Linked DNA regions of Gossypium hirsutum: region 1 is linked to region 2. The links are chromatin contacts, called in public Hi-C maps. All regions are on one chromosome and are shown on one strand. The core of a region is the stretch at or near the end of the contact, and the rest is flanking DNA. Distances in the headings are between cores, read along the strand shown.

Evidence for each region. A called contact is a pair of places that touch in the nucleus more often than the background predicts.
Region 1: a Hi-C map of leaf shows a contact between it and region 2, with 1.9 times the contacts expected there. The contact joins the promoter of LOC107951311 here to the promoter of LOC107951375 in region 2. A contact is called at or near these places in 6 of 34 Hi-C or Micro-C datasets (fibers, leaf and seedling).

Annotation. Positions count from the first base shown.
Region 1 is chrA02:43,212,453-43,219,246 of Gossypium_hirsutum_v2.1, forward strand. LOC107951311 reads right to left here and starts at 1,352. Exons shown (of 8, transcript XM_016886315.2): 1 at 833-1,352; 2 at 560-733. The coding sequence starts at 922.
Region 2 is chrA02:42,871,054-42,877,849 of Gossypium_hirsutum_v2.1, forward strand. It overlaps LOC107951375 (probable nucleoredoxin 3), which reads left to right and starts at 2,756. Exons shown (of 3, transcript XM_016886406.2): 1 at 2,756-3,141; 2 at 3,288-3,773; 3 at 3,856-4,446. The coding sequence starts at 3,037. The coding sequence ends at 4,437. LOC107951374 (luminal-binding protein 5) reads left to right here. Exons shown (of 8, transcript XM_016886405.2): 3 at 7-221; 4 at 323-565; 5 at 649-1,128; 6 at 1,235-1,389; 7 at 1,510-1,592; 8 at 1,680-2,366. The coding sequence ends at 2,178. LOC107951376 reads right to left here. Exons shown (of 11, transcript XM_016886411.2): 5 at 6,527-6,638; 6 at 6,394-6,450; 7 at 6,092-6,202; 8 at 5,455-5,526; 9 at 5,148-5,258; 10 at 4,947-4,998; 11 at 4,629-4,803. The coding sequence ends at 5,227.

The DNA of each region.
Region 1 (6,794 bases), core at 102-2,601, 340 kb after region 2:
GTTTGCCCCCTTGCTTTTGTCCCTACTCATTGGACAATCACTTCCTATATGCTGACTCTCAGCATAGTACTAGAAATAAAACCCCCCACCAAGTGATTGCTAACTGCACACTGGCTTTCGATATACTATGAGAGAGAAAATTTTCAGAGGACAGTACTTTTAATTGTTAGGGATCGATCAACTACCTCACAGATAAAAATATATAAGCAATTTTTTTAATGGGAAAATTGTTTCTAAAATACAAATCTCCGTACATCAACTTCCCATCGAATGGGGATTTGCCTCATCAATGCCTCGTTTGCTGTCTGAAAAACACAATTATCTTATAAACAAAAATGGGTATTGTTAGACTATGCTTAGGAATCAGCACAAGTCTTCCTATTAGTAGGAGACTTCAAGGTTTCCCATGTTCCAAGATACTATTAATTGTAAGGATCATATATGTATGTATTCAAGGCCAACCCTGACATATATTGACCTACTGACCAACTAATTTATTATTGTTTAAGCTAATTATTGTCCTAATGCAACGATAATAATCTAAGAGAGAGAGCTGAACCTGTGCCTCAAGTGTAGTCTTAAACTGTTGAATACAATTTTGCATATATTGAATTATAGACTCGTTTTGCTTCAACTCCATTTTCATCTGCTGGTTTTCGGTTTGCATCTGCTTGAAGATTGGGAGCATTTCATAGTACTTGGTCTTCACCTGTTCAAGCTCCTCGAGCCTCCTCTTCAATTATAAATAAACACTCATTAATTAATTAAAGACATAAATAAACAATGGGAAAAAAGGAAAGAAAGAAATTTGATGACGGGTTAATCACTGTACTTTAATTTTCTGCCTGTACTGTACGCAACGGGCGTTATGAGCATCCTTTTGAGCTCGGGTTTTCCCCGATTTGGTACCTTTACCCTCCATTAATGAGCTTCAGTAATATATCACTATTTTCTTCTAACCTTCACTAAATTTTTGACTTGTTTTCTGTTGTAAAACTTTAGCTGCATCTCGATTTGATTACCCACAATTTTCTACTATCAACTATTTTCGGTTCCAAACCATTTGATTTGCCTGAATCTTTCGAAAACTTGATAATTGACTCGAAGTCGACGCTTTTAGATAAAGAGCAAAACTGAAGAACAGGGGAGATACGAACGAAAGGAAGAAAAAAAACAAAAGGAAGAAAAAAAATAGAACAGGGGAGATAGCTCAATAGATAATGATAAACCTTTCTCAAGTCTAAAGGCTAACAAAAAGAAAGTGATGATCTGAGATTTATGAGGATAAAGTGGCCACTGGCAGCTTCCCCCGTTTATATTAAGCAAGGGAAGGTTGACTAAACTCGCGTCTCATCGCGAGCTCTGTGTTCGCGCGAACATTCCCTATTTAATTTTGTGTCTCCCTTTTTTGGCAGGATTACTTTTGCCATTTAGACAAGGCGTAATATATGACGTGATAAAACAATATTATAAATAAATCAAAATATTTCTTTTAGGATAATGATATTTATAATAATAAATTCTTATTTTTTTCAAATTTTTAATTTAATTTGAGTTTTTTTAAAAATTTATGCATAAAATTATATATCACGCATAAAATTTAAAATTATTATTGACTTTCAACAAATTAAAAATACATATTTAAATACATTCGAGTTTTTTTTAAATTGTTACAATAAAACTGAATTAAGTTACAATCAATTTTTAAAGAATTGAATTACAAAAGCTTTTTTTTTTGTTTGGCAATACATGATTTTGTTGCAGGTTTTAATTTTTGGATTCATTAAAAGAAATCTTCTTCAAAGATTTTAAATTGTAGATTTTTTTAAAATTTATTTTGTTTGTAGTCATTATTTTAAAAATTAATTTTTAAATGCATGGTTCTTAAAAAAATTAATTTATCGGTCACGAAATATAAATAAAAAAAGTTATTCGCTTTTTGATTTATCTACGTTAAATTATTAAATTTAATTATATTAGTCAATTAACATTTATATTATTTATGGGTTAGGAAAGAATTATAGATAATTTTAAATATTGTGTTAAAAAAAATTATATGATCAAAATATTAAAAAATTTTATACGATGAGAATGTTCGAAATCAAACGAATAAATGGATTTGAAACATATATTACATGAAAATTAATAAATTAAAGGCAAAAAGAAAAATTGTGATTCATTCATCCCCTTATACTCTTTAAGCGTGGCGTGTCCTATACTATTTAATAAAAGAAATAGCACCTCCCTTACCCAGCAGCCATATATGACAAATCATTCTCCCTCGCGATGATACTCGTACGACGATCTCGTCGGATAGCAAGCGTGGCGTGCCTCGTCGCCACATAACACTCAAGTTTTTTTGGAAGTTTCTAATTGTAAGCCAAGGTATTAAACAAAATATTAAATGGGTAGCATTTTAATACAAGAGGTAAGCAAGGCTTTTGTCTTAAAAATTAAAAAAAATTGTAATTTAATTTTTTATAAATGATAAGATTATAAATTAATAATATAATAACTCCTCAAAAATAAAAATAAAAATATGGAATCATAAAAACTTACATTTTAACTTCTTAAATATTTATAATGCAATCCTCCATTAAAAAAATTTCTCAACTCGCGGCTATTGTAACATGTTGAGACAAGGATGGATAGGCGGCTGACATAACTTGTAACGTTTTCCATATTCAATAAGAAATTCTTCTAATTTTTGTTTTATTCATAAAACTTGTGCTCAAAACTTAATAGTAATCAAGTTTCCTATTATCGACTCCACCTCATACTACTGATGTTTCTTTATTCATTGTTTTAAATTACTCATAAATTTTTAAACTTGAAATTAATTAAGGTATTGTTTCATAAATTAAAAAAAAGTTAAAATTAAGTATTGAAAATATAAATTATAAAATATGTTTAATATATTACTTAAAATTAAGTATCAAATATTATTAAATTATTAAATTAAGTATGAAATATTATTAAATACTATTTTATTTTTCCTTAATTTTTAAACATTTAATCTTGGGATAGTGCCAGAAAAGGCCCATTTCTTAAATTATTTACAGAAATGGGCCACTCCAAAAAATATTTACTGCAAATGGACCGAATACACTAAAACGTGCTGACGTGGACGCATTTTCAGGGAAAAACATAGAAAAGCGCGCTGACGTGGACACGCTTTAGTAAAGAGAACTGACAAAGACACGTTTTTCTCCATGTTTGATTAGGGCTTTTGGGTTATTTGCATATTAGGGCTTAGGTTTAGGGTTAGTTTAGGGTTTAAGAAAAATTAGGGTTTATGGTTTGTTTTAGGGTTTAAGAAAAAATAAATTAAGGTCTATGGTCTAGGGCTTTAGTGTTTATTTTTTTAATTGCTAAGTATTGTTCTGGAATAAATAAATTTGACAAGATGGGATATGAAAAAAAATAAATTTGACGTGATGTGTTCTAAAAAAATTATTTTGACGAGATGTATTTTGTTTTTTTGTACAGTCAGTAATAGTATAGAAAAAGCTTACAACTGGATGCTTTTTTTTGTACTGTTAATTTTGAAAAAATAATTTTGAGAAGATGGCTCTAAAAAATATCCCGGAATTCCCGGAAAATTTGATAGTTGGGGTTGAAAAACGCTTCAAGCAAGATGCATTATCAGCAAAAGTATTGAAAAAAACTCTCAATTGGATGCTCTTTTCAGTAGTGCTGGTGACAGTGCATCCCACCATCCCTTAGGCTATAAATGACCCAAATTTCATTCTCTTGTTGCATAAGTTACACCAAAAGAAATTCAAGAAGTTTAGAAGAATAAAAATTGAAGAAGTTGAGAAGGTATAAGTTGATTTATCGTATTAATAGTTATACGAATCATTATATTTTTGCATAATGTCTTTTTGTTTTGAATTTCTTTCGAAAGATAATTTGGTTGAAAATGAGTGGACGTATTAGTGTTGTTATTTACTACGACGGTGAAATCTGTGACACTGAGAATGTAACAGCCCATTTTCAATAAAATCGGAACAGTGGTTTCGTGACCACAAATACAAGCTGGAAAGAAAATTTATTTTTATATTTTTGCATGGTTAGTATTTTGATAGAAATTTCATAAGAAAATTTTGATAAGAAAATTTTATTGATTTTGTGTTTAATTACGGATAGGAACAAATTGCATAAAAAGCAAAAGTTAGACTTTAGTAGCTAGAATGATCAAATAGCTATGGAATTCAAAACTTGAGGTCCTTATATGGTAATTAAATCATTAAAGAAAAGTTAGTAGATATTTTTGATGATTCATCCATGGAAAAATTAAAAAAGGGTAAGGACTAGATTGGAAAAGAAAAAAAATAATGGATGATAAATAATTAATAAGAAATAAAAATCATTTTATATCATCTTCTTCCCAAAATATTCCATCATGGAAATCCTAGGAAAGAGAAAACAAGATTTCTTGGCATAATTGGGTAAGTATTCAAGCCTCATTTTTAGTAATTTTTATATTTTTGAAATCGGGATAGTCTAATTCATCTATTTGGGGGATTAATTTGAAAATTTATCAAAGTATAGAAGTTATGCCATGGATGAATATGCTGAAAATTTGAAATTTATGGTAGAAAATGAAAGGTTTTTGATAGATAAACAACTTTCACAAAGTGAATTTTGATGAAATTGTGATTTAGGAACAAAATTGTAAAGTTGTGAAAATTGAAGAAAATTCTGAATTTTATAGAATACATGTGCAATAAATTTTATATTGAAAATTTGGTTAGGCTTGAAATAAGGACTAAATTGCATGAATTTCATATTCCGAGCTTAGGGACAAAATTGGAATTTATGGAAAGTTTAGGGGCAAAATGGTAATTTTGCCTAGGATGTAAATTGAGTTCAATAGAATATGAAATGTGAGAAATTGATGATTAAATTCATTTATATAAATCCAGATAACACAAATTCAAAGCTAGATTGAGGAAAAGATAAAGTTTCGGATTAGTAAATTTTCTTGTACGAATTATTATCGAGGTAAGTTCGTGTAATTTATTTATGCATATTAACATGTTAAATTGATTGTTGAATATGATATATGTTAAGTGATTTGTGGAATGTTATAAATACATAAAATGATTTCATGATTGGAAATGTATTTAAAATGTTAAGTTCCGTTGGAACAAAGAAAATCGATGGATATGTATGATTTCCTGTACATAAATGTGGATCTACATATGTTGCAGATGGGATTTAGCTCAGACGAGTAATCCCAATATAGCCTCTCGAGCATTCTGTTATATAGTTCTTGTGAGCATCCTGATCAGTAGTGATTTAGCATGTGTTGCGCACTACCGTAGCTCTTTGTGAGCATCCTGACATACGATTGGTTGTGATCCTGCATATAATGCGAACACAGACGCAGCTCTTCATAAGCGTCCTATTAAGCTCGCTTGAACTCTCTGTCACCTTATCCGCAGCTCCCTGATATTATCTCTTTAGAGATATCTGAAAGGCTCTATGAACTTTCTGAGTAAAAACTCTTATGAGTTTCCTGATTAGCTCGGATAAGTGTCCTGTTACATGATTACATGACTCGTTTGAGCATCCTGACATGTGGCTCGAGAGTATGCCCCCTGAATAAGAATTGACGGTTTATAGTTATGTACACCTTGAGTGTACTATTTAAGTATTCATCTATGCTTTTTTGATATACATGAGACTTATGTAACTAACTTGTTTCATTAAGTGTATGTGTTTAGGCAATTTGCCAAGTTGATGGAAAAACATGTTATTGTATGCTTAATTTTAATAAATGATATTGGTAAGTTTAATTCCTGTTATACAAACTTACTAAGCATATAATTCTTACTAGGTTTTATTTTCCCTATTTTATAGTGCTCGGAAGGTCGCGAAGGTTGGAGATTGGTTGGAACATCATCACACTATCCACTAACTTGTTTTTGTATAAATAGTAAACTTATTTTGGTATAATGACATGTATAGGTAACTTGGCCATATTTGGCTTATAAATGTTGTTTGTAATCTAGCCATTGGAATAGCTAGTAATGGTTATGTTTTGGTATATCTAATAAGGTTATTTTATGGCAATATCATGAGTATATATTATGGATTGATTGAGTTATGCTAAATGAATATACTTAATAAAGATAAAATTATAAATATGTATGCATGTAATGATATACCATGTTAGATGTTAAAATTAGTTTGGTTATAATGCTTGAATTGGCTGTTATATACTTGTAAATTTTGGTGTAGCTTATTGGCAAATTTGGGTGAGAAATAAAGCTAGGAAATGGCTGTATTTTGTCCACACGGGTAAACACACGAGCATATGGCTGGCCGTGTGGCACAAGTTAAAGAGCTACATGGTTTCTAACACGGGCCGCAGCACGGGGATGTCTTACGGTCACACAGGCATGTCCCTTGGACCACACGGTCGTATGTGCCCTGCATCTAGGAAAATTTTAGAAATTTTGCTAAAAATTCTCTAACTTCCCGATTTAGTCCATACTTGATTCTAATACTCATATTGGGCCTCGAGGGTCCATTTAAGGGACATTATGAATAATCTAGGGAAATGAATAATAAATGCCATGAATTATCTGTAAATATTTTGAAAACTTTAATAATGCTCTGTAACCCTATTTCGGCAACAGATATGGGTTAGGGGTGTTACATTTATTGGTATTAAAGCTACAGTTTAGTCGATTCTTAGATTGAACATAGTAAGTATGAGTTTAGTTATACATGCCATTATATAATTTGTGATAGTGTGATATCTCCTAACCATTTTAAATATG
Region 2 (6,796 bases), core at 1,506-4,005:
TTGCAGGTTCGAAGATAAGGAGGTCCAGAGGGACATGAAACTTGTTCCGTATAAGATTGTGAACAAGGATGGCAAACCTTATATTCAAGTAAAGATTAAGGATGGAGAGACCAAGGTCTTCAGTCCTGAAGAGATCAGTGCTATGGTTCTGACTAAGATGAAGGAAACAGCTGAAGCTTTCCTAGGGAAGAAAATCAAGGACGCGGTGGTTACTGTTCCAGGTGAGTGCATAATAAGAAGCAATGCTCTCTGTTGGGGAAAAGTTGTTCGCCTGATCCTTGATTATTCCTTTATGCTCAATACATTTATGTTTTATTTGCAGCTTACTTCAATGATGCCCAAAGGCAGGCCACAAAGGATGCTGGCATTATTGCCGGGCTCAATGTTGCTAGAATTATCAATGAACCAACTGCAGCTGCCATTGCCTATGGTTTGGACAAGAAGGGCGGTGAGAAAAATATTCTTGTCTTTGACCTGGGTGGTGGGACGTTCGATGTCAGTATCTTGACAATTGACAATGGTGTTTTCGAGGTTCTTTCAACAAATGGAGACACTCACTTGGGAGGTAAGGATATTCATTGTTTGATTTAATGCTTTCAAAAATTGTTTTTACAATGCATTTTGCTTATGGTCATATTCTATATGTAGGTGAGGATTTTGACCAGAGGATTATGGAATACTTCATTAAATTGATCAAGAAAAAGCATGGAAAGGATATCAGCAAGGACAACAGAGCTCTTGGGAAGCTTAGGAGGGAAGCTGAGCGTGCCAAGAGAGCTCTCAGCAGCCAGCACCAGGTCCGTGTGGAGATTGAATCACTTTTTGACGGTGTTGATTTCTCCGAGCCACTGACCAGAGCTCGCTTTGAGGAATTGAACAATGACCTGTTCAGAAAGACCATGGGACCTGTGAAGAAGGCGATGGAAGATGCTGGTTTGCAGAAGAGCCAAATTGATGAGATCGTTCTTGTTGGTGGAAGCACTAGAATTCCAAAGGTTCAACAACTCCTCAAGGACTACTTTGATGGAAAGGAGCCCAACAAGGGTGTTAACCCAGATGAAGCTGTTGCTTATGGTGCTGCAGTACAAGGAGGCATCCTGAGTGGAGAGGGTGGTGATGAAACGAAAGGTAAGTAGTTTTGTCTATAATGACGATACGTGACTCCATAGGGGATGAAACCTTTCTATAACTGAATCGACTTGGCTGATATTTGTGTTTGATGCTTTCTGCACAGATATTCTTCTCCTTGATGTGGCTCCACTTACCCTTGGCATTGAGACTGTTGGTGGAGTAATGACCAAGTTGATTCCTAGAAACACTGTTATCCCAACCAAGAAGTCACAAGTTTTCACCACTTATCAGGACCAGCAGACTACCGTCTCCATTCAGGTACACTTAGTTATGCTTGCCTACATGTAAAATACTCAAGAATTGGATTTTCCTTTCCTTTTAATGCTAATAACTGTAATACTTTGAACCTTTATTTGAATTGCTGTGGTTTGATGTCAGGTCTTTGAAGGTGAAAGGAGTCTCACAAAAGATTGTAGGTTATTGGGAAAATTTGATCTTACTGGAATTCCTCCAGCCCCAAGGTTTGCTCTCCCCACCAATTCTCATTTGTATTTTCTGCATTTCTTCACCTGAATTATTCATTTATGGTTTGATCCCTCAATTTACAGAGGAACCCCTCAAATTGAAGTCACATTTGAAGTTGATGCAAATGGCATCTTAAACGTCAAGGCAGAAGATAAGGGCACTGGAAAATCTGAGAAGATCACTATCACAAACGATAAGGGTCGTCTGAGCCAGGAGGAGATTGAGAGAATGGTTCGTGAGGCAGAAGAATTCGCAGAGGAGGACAAGAAGGTGAAGGAAAGGATTGATGGTCGCAACAGCCTGGAGACCTATATCTACAACATGAAAAACCAGATTAATGATAAGGATAAGCTCGCTGACAAGCTTGAATCTGATGAGAAGGAGAAAGTTGAAACCGCAGTGAAAGAGGCACTTGAGTGGCTTGATGACAACCAGAGTGCCGAGAAGGAAGACTACGAGGAGAAGCTCAAGGAGGTAGAGGCAGTATGCAACCCAATCATCACAGCTGTGTACCAAAGATCTGGTGGAGCCCCAGGTGGTGGATCAACTGAAGAAGATGATGATTCTCATGATGAACTTTAAAAAACTGGTAATGACATTTTGATTGCTGAAACAAGCAAAGCAAAGCAAAGGGTGAGAAGGATGAGAGCATAGGTAGGTGAGATGAAGATATACAGGAATTTTTCTCCATGGTAGAAGTTAAAAAAGGGAGAATTATATCCCCCTTTGTTCGGATGTTATTTTTGGGTGAATGAATACGTTTTAACGGATATTATTTTTTTTGTTTTCATGACTCTCTCCCCTGGAACTTGTGATCTCTTTTATCTATGATTGAATCTGGTTCTCTTGATCCAAGAAAGAAAAATCCAGTAAATGTCCATGGTAGAAAATGTTAGTATTTCAATTTATTACGACTCCTATATTCAATTAACTCTTATAAAATTCTCTTGTTCTTTTTCTCTTAAATAGTAAACCCATAGAAGAGGGTGACAAAAGATGGAAGGCTTTTAACGTTGCTTTCCTGAAAGCCAAAAAGAAAAGAATGATTCTTGTTTGTGCCTCATTTTTACGCATAAAAATATTAAAATAAGTAATAAGTGGGCTCCATAAGAGATGATGGATTTGAATCCAAACTTCGAACCTATCCCGAACCTATCCTTATAAAAAAGAAAGAGGGCCGACGAAACATGAGTCAATGTCATGAATATATCCGTAGAAAATTGGATATGTTCCTCCCATTTATGGCTTAAATTCCCTGAAAATTGCTCATCGAATATTCCTGGTTGCGTGATGAGAATAAAACTTTTTCATCAAGTTAACAGTAAGTCGCGTAGCAGAATATAATAAACCTTTTATACCTAGCGTTTGCAATTCAGGTCACCCTGCACAAAAATAACCTCCCAAACTTCCTGTTTTAAGCCTTGTAACTACACAGTTGCCATGTCAAAGCCTGATTATCAGGCCACAAACTTGCCCCTTTGGGACTTCCTCACCATCTTGGCATCTGAAGGGGTTGACTTCCTGTTATCCGGTGAAGAAGATAAGGTACTCTTTGACAAAATTCAAATACCCCTTTTTTGCTTTCTTTAGTTGTCGACAATTTTTGATTATCTTGCTTGGACCATATGGATAAGATTAGTGATTTGATTATCCTAAGAAAGCGGTTAGTTCCTTTGCTGTGTGTTTTTTAGGTAACCTTGTCTTCATTTGATTATGAGAAAACGACGATCTGCCTCTTCTTCTCTGCAAACTGGTGCAGGCCCTGCCAAAGTTTTACCCCAAAGCTGGTGCAACTATACAACATGTTAAGAACAATGGGGAAAGAGCTAGAGATTGTGTTTATTTCCTTGGACCACGATGAAGATGGATTCAATGCTCACTTCGAGACCATGCCTTGGCTTACCGTTCCTTTTGATGTGAATTTGCATAAGAAATTACGTGAAAGGTTTCATGTTGTTCGTATTCCCTTTCTTGTTCCTTTAAACTTAGATGGACAATCAGTTGAAGAAGACTTGATTGGATTGATTGAAGATTTTGGCGAAGATGCATTTCCTTTCACCAAGAAGAGAAGAGAAGAATTGAAGGCTATCGATGATTCAAAGCGTCAAGGAGGAAAAATCGATCAACTTTTAGCTCGTCCAGGACGGGATTATGTTGTTGCTAGCGATGGTGGAAAGGTAAGATTATCTGAGAGTTTTTTTATATTAATGTAGGGTTAAGATATTATTTATGAGCCCGGTTATGTTTCGGGTTTTGTAGGTTTTAGTATCGAAACTTATTGGGAAGACAGTCGGCCTTTATTTCGGCGCACACTGGTGTCCTCCATGCCGTGCTTTCACTGCTCAGCTTGTAGAAGCTTACAACCAGCTATTGAGCAGCAGGGGAGACTGTTTTGAGGTTGTTTTGGTTTCTTCAGACAGAGACCAGAAAGAATTTGATGTCAACATAAGCGATATGCCATGGCTGGCACTTCCATTTGAAGACCGAACACGACAAGATCTGTGCCGAATCTTCAACATCAAAGCCATTCCTGCACTAGTTTTTATTGGACCGGATGGGAAACCGATTAGCACAAACGGGAAGAACATAATCACCCTGTATGGTGCAAAGGCTTTCCCATTCACTCAATCAAGCATTGAAGAAATTGAAGAAAGCTTGAGAAAAGAAGGGGATTCATTGCCTACGCAAATCCAGGACATAAAGCATCAACATGTGCTTAAACTGGACATGGCTAAATCATATGTCTGCAATTATTGCGAAAGACAAGGGAAGTTCTGGGCATTTTCTTGTGATGCCTGTGATTATGATCTTCATCCTACTTGTGTGGAAGAAGCAAGTTAAAAGTCTCAATGATGGGTAGTTCTATTTGTTTCCAAGGCAAATAAATGCTCCACCATACTCAAATTTGAAACCTTAGCATACAACATGACACATCATTATTCAAATTAATCTACAAAAACTGATATTTAACTTCAAAGGAAATTGGAAACCATGCGTGTCAAAGGTGACTCAGTCATCAAGAGAAAGATGTCTTAAAAGTACCAACTGAATAATCAAGCATCTCTATTAACATATTCAAACTGATCAATCAAAAACGCAGTTGCAAAACAATGGAGGAAAGACTATGGCGATAATAAGATATAAATAAAGGATCTGGGGGCCATTGCCAAAGTGACTCCGAAGATGGATTTTCACAAAGCTGAAATCCTAAATTAACAAGAAAATTAAGCAAGGATGAGGGAACTTGGGAAGCCAAAGAGAAGATATTGCACCATCAAAAACATGTAAAAGGAGAAATAAGAAATAAACAAGATAAGTCAATATGATAAATGCAAAACATGATTTGTTACCTGCATCAAGGAAACAGGGGGAAAGGACCACCTTCATTCTCATGATTATTTCCTGCAGCAAATCAGTGACAACTATTAAATTATTAACCCAAAAAAGAAAAAGAGCATGTAATTTCTTTGCCAATTGTAGGGAAGAACTTAAAAAAAAGTATAAACCAATATGATGAATGCAGAAAAAAAAAAAAACTCTCAATTTGTTACCATCAAGGTCATCGATTTAAAGGCAAAAATCCCTGCAAAGGAAATCTTCATTGTTGGGGACACCAAACTCACACGAGTCTTAATTTGCAGCATCAGACTTAATCCAGACTCCTAAACAAGAAAGTAAATTTTGGAAGCCATGAGAAGACCTTATAATCAACAATAAAATTACCCAAAATAAAAGCAAAAACTTTAATACCCGAAAAACAGGTAAATCATTTACCAAAATTTGGGGGAAAAAAAGAAGAGTAAGATGTAAACAAGAAAAAGCAAAATATATGATGATGAATACAAAAACCTGCTTTACCATGACCATTTGGGGGAGCAGAGGAGGTGCCAGCAGCAGCACTAGAGGCAACAATGCTTGTGTAGTCCGGGCCTGAAAACATGTTAAAAGTCAATAATATAACGCTGTAAAGGATTCTTTTAGTATGGTGAGAAAAGGTTACAATCTAACAAAACTAGATGTCCTGGAGAGATGGCTAAGAAATGGAACATTTTCAGGGTAATATGAGATACCAAAATAGGATTCTCATATCTGGATTTCAAATATTACCTTAGCCGATAATCTCAATTCACATTCCCAACAATCAAACAACTGTCAAAAAAATGGATAAAAATGTCTTTCCCTTTTATATATTTATTTATCATTTTGGTCAAATTTACCTTTAAACCGTAGTTAATAATATGTTTTAATAATAAAAAAAGTTGGTAATTTATGTCTTTACATTCCATCAACCAAATAACAAAATCTTATCTTCCACTAACCAAATACCCTCTAATTGATTAAATTTTGTAAAACAGCTCTGAAAGTGAAATTTTTTTAGCATGATAAAAAGTAAAAACATGTAATTAGTTTCTTTGCCAATTGGAGGGCTGATTTAAAGAAAATACAATAAACAAGAGAAACCAATGTGATAAATGCAAAAATATAAATTTATTACCACCAGCAAGGTCACTGCCGAAATGGTTACCAATGTTGTTCGGATCACCATACTCAGACAAGATATCATTTGTACCAAAGGGAGAGCGTGCAGCACAATTAATCCAAACTCCTAAATTAACAAGGAAATTTAGAGAGACATAAGAAGAGCTTGTAATCAAAGAGTTAAATTAACCAATTTTCACATTAAAGAAAACAAAAACTTTAATACCACAAAACATGTAAATCCTATGCCAAAATTTGAGAAAAAAACAAATAAGATCAACAGGATGAACCAAAATATATGATGACAAAACCAAAAACCTGCAGAAAAGGATGAGCCAGCAGCAGTAGAGGCAGCAATGCTGGTTTGGTACTGGCCTGAAAACATGTCAAAAGTCAATAATACAACACTAAGCAATTTAATCAAGGGGTGGCTTGTGGCTTATAAAATTACCAAGAGCCATTGGCTGACAAAAATCAGCCGTGGAAGTTTGAAAGTTGGCGGTCACAGTTGCTGAACCTTGATGATCTCCCACATACTTCTGCGCCAGAAACCATTCTTCCATCTGCAATGAAGAATAAAGGTCAACACTAGGGGTGTAAATGAGCCACTAGTGCTTGTAAGTTACTCAAGTTCAACTCGAAAAAAATTTGAATTCAATTTGGTAATTATTGAGTTGAGCTCAAGCAACTCGAGCTATCTATCGAGCCAAACACAAGTTTA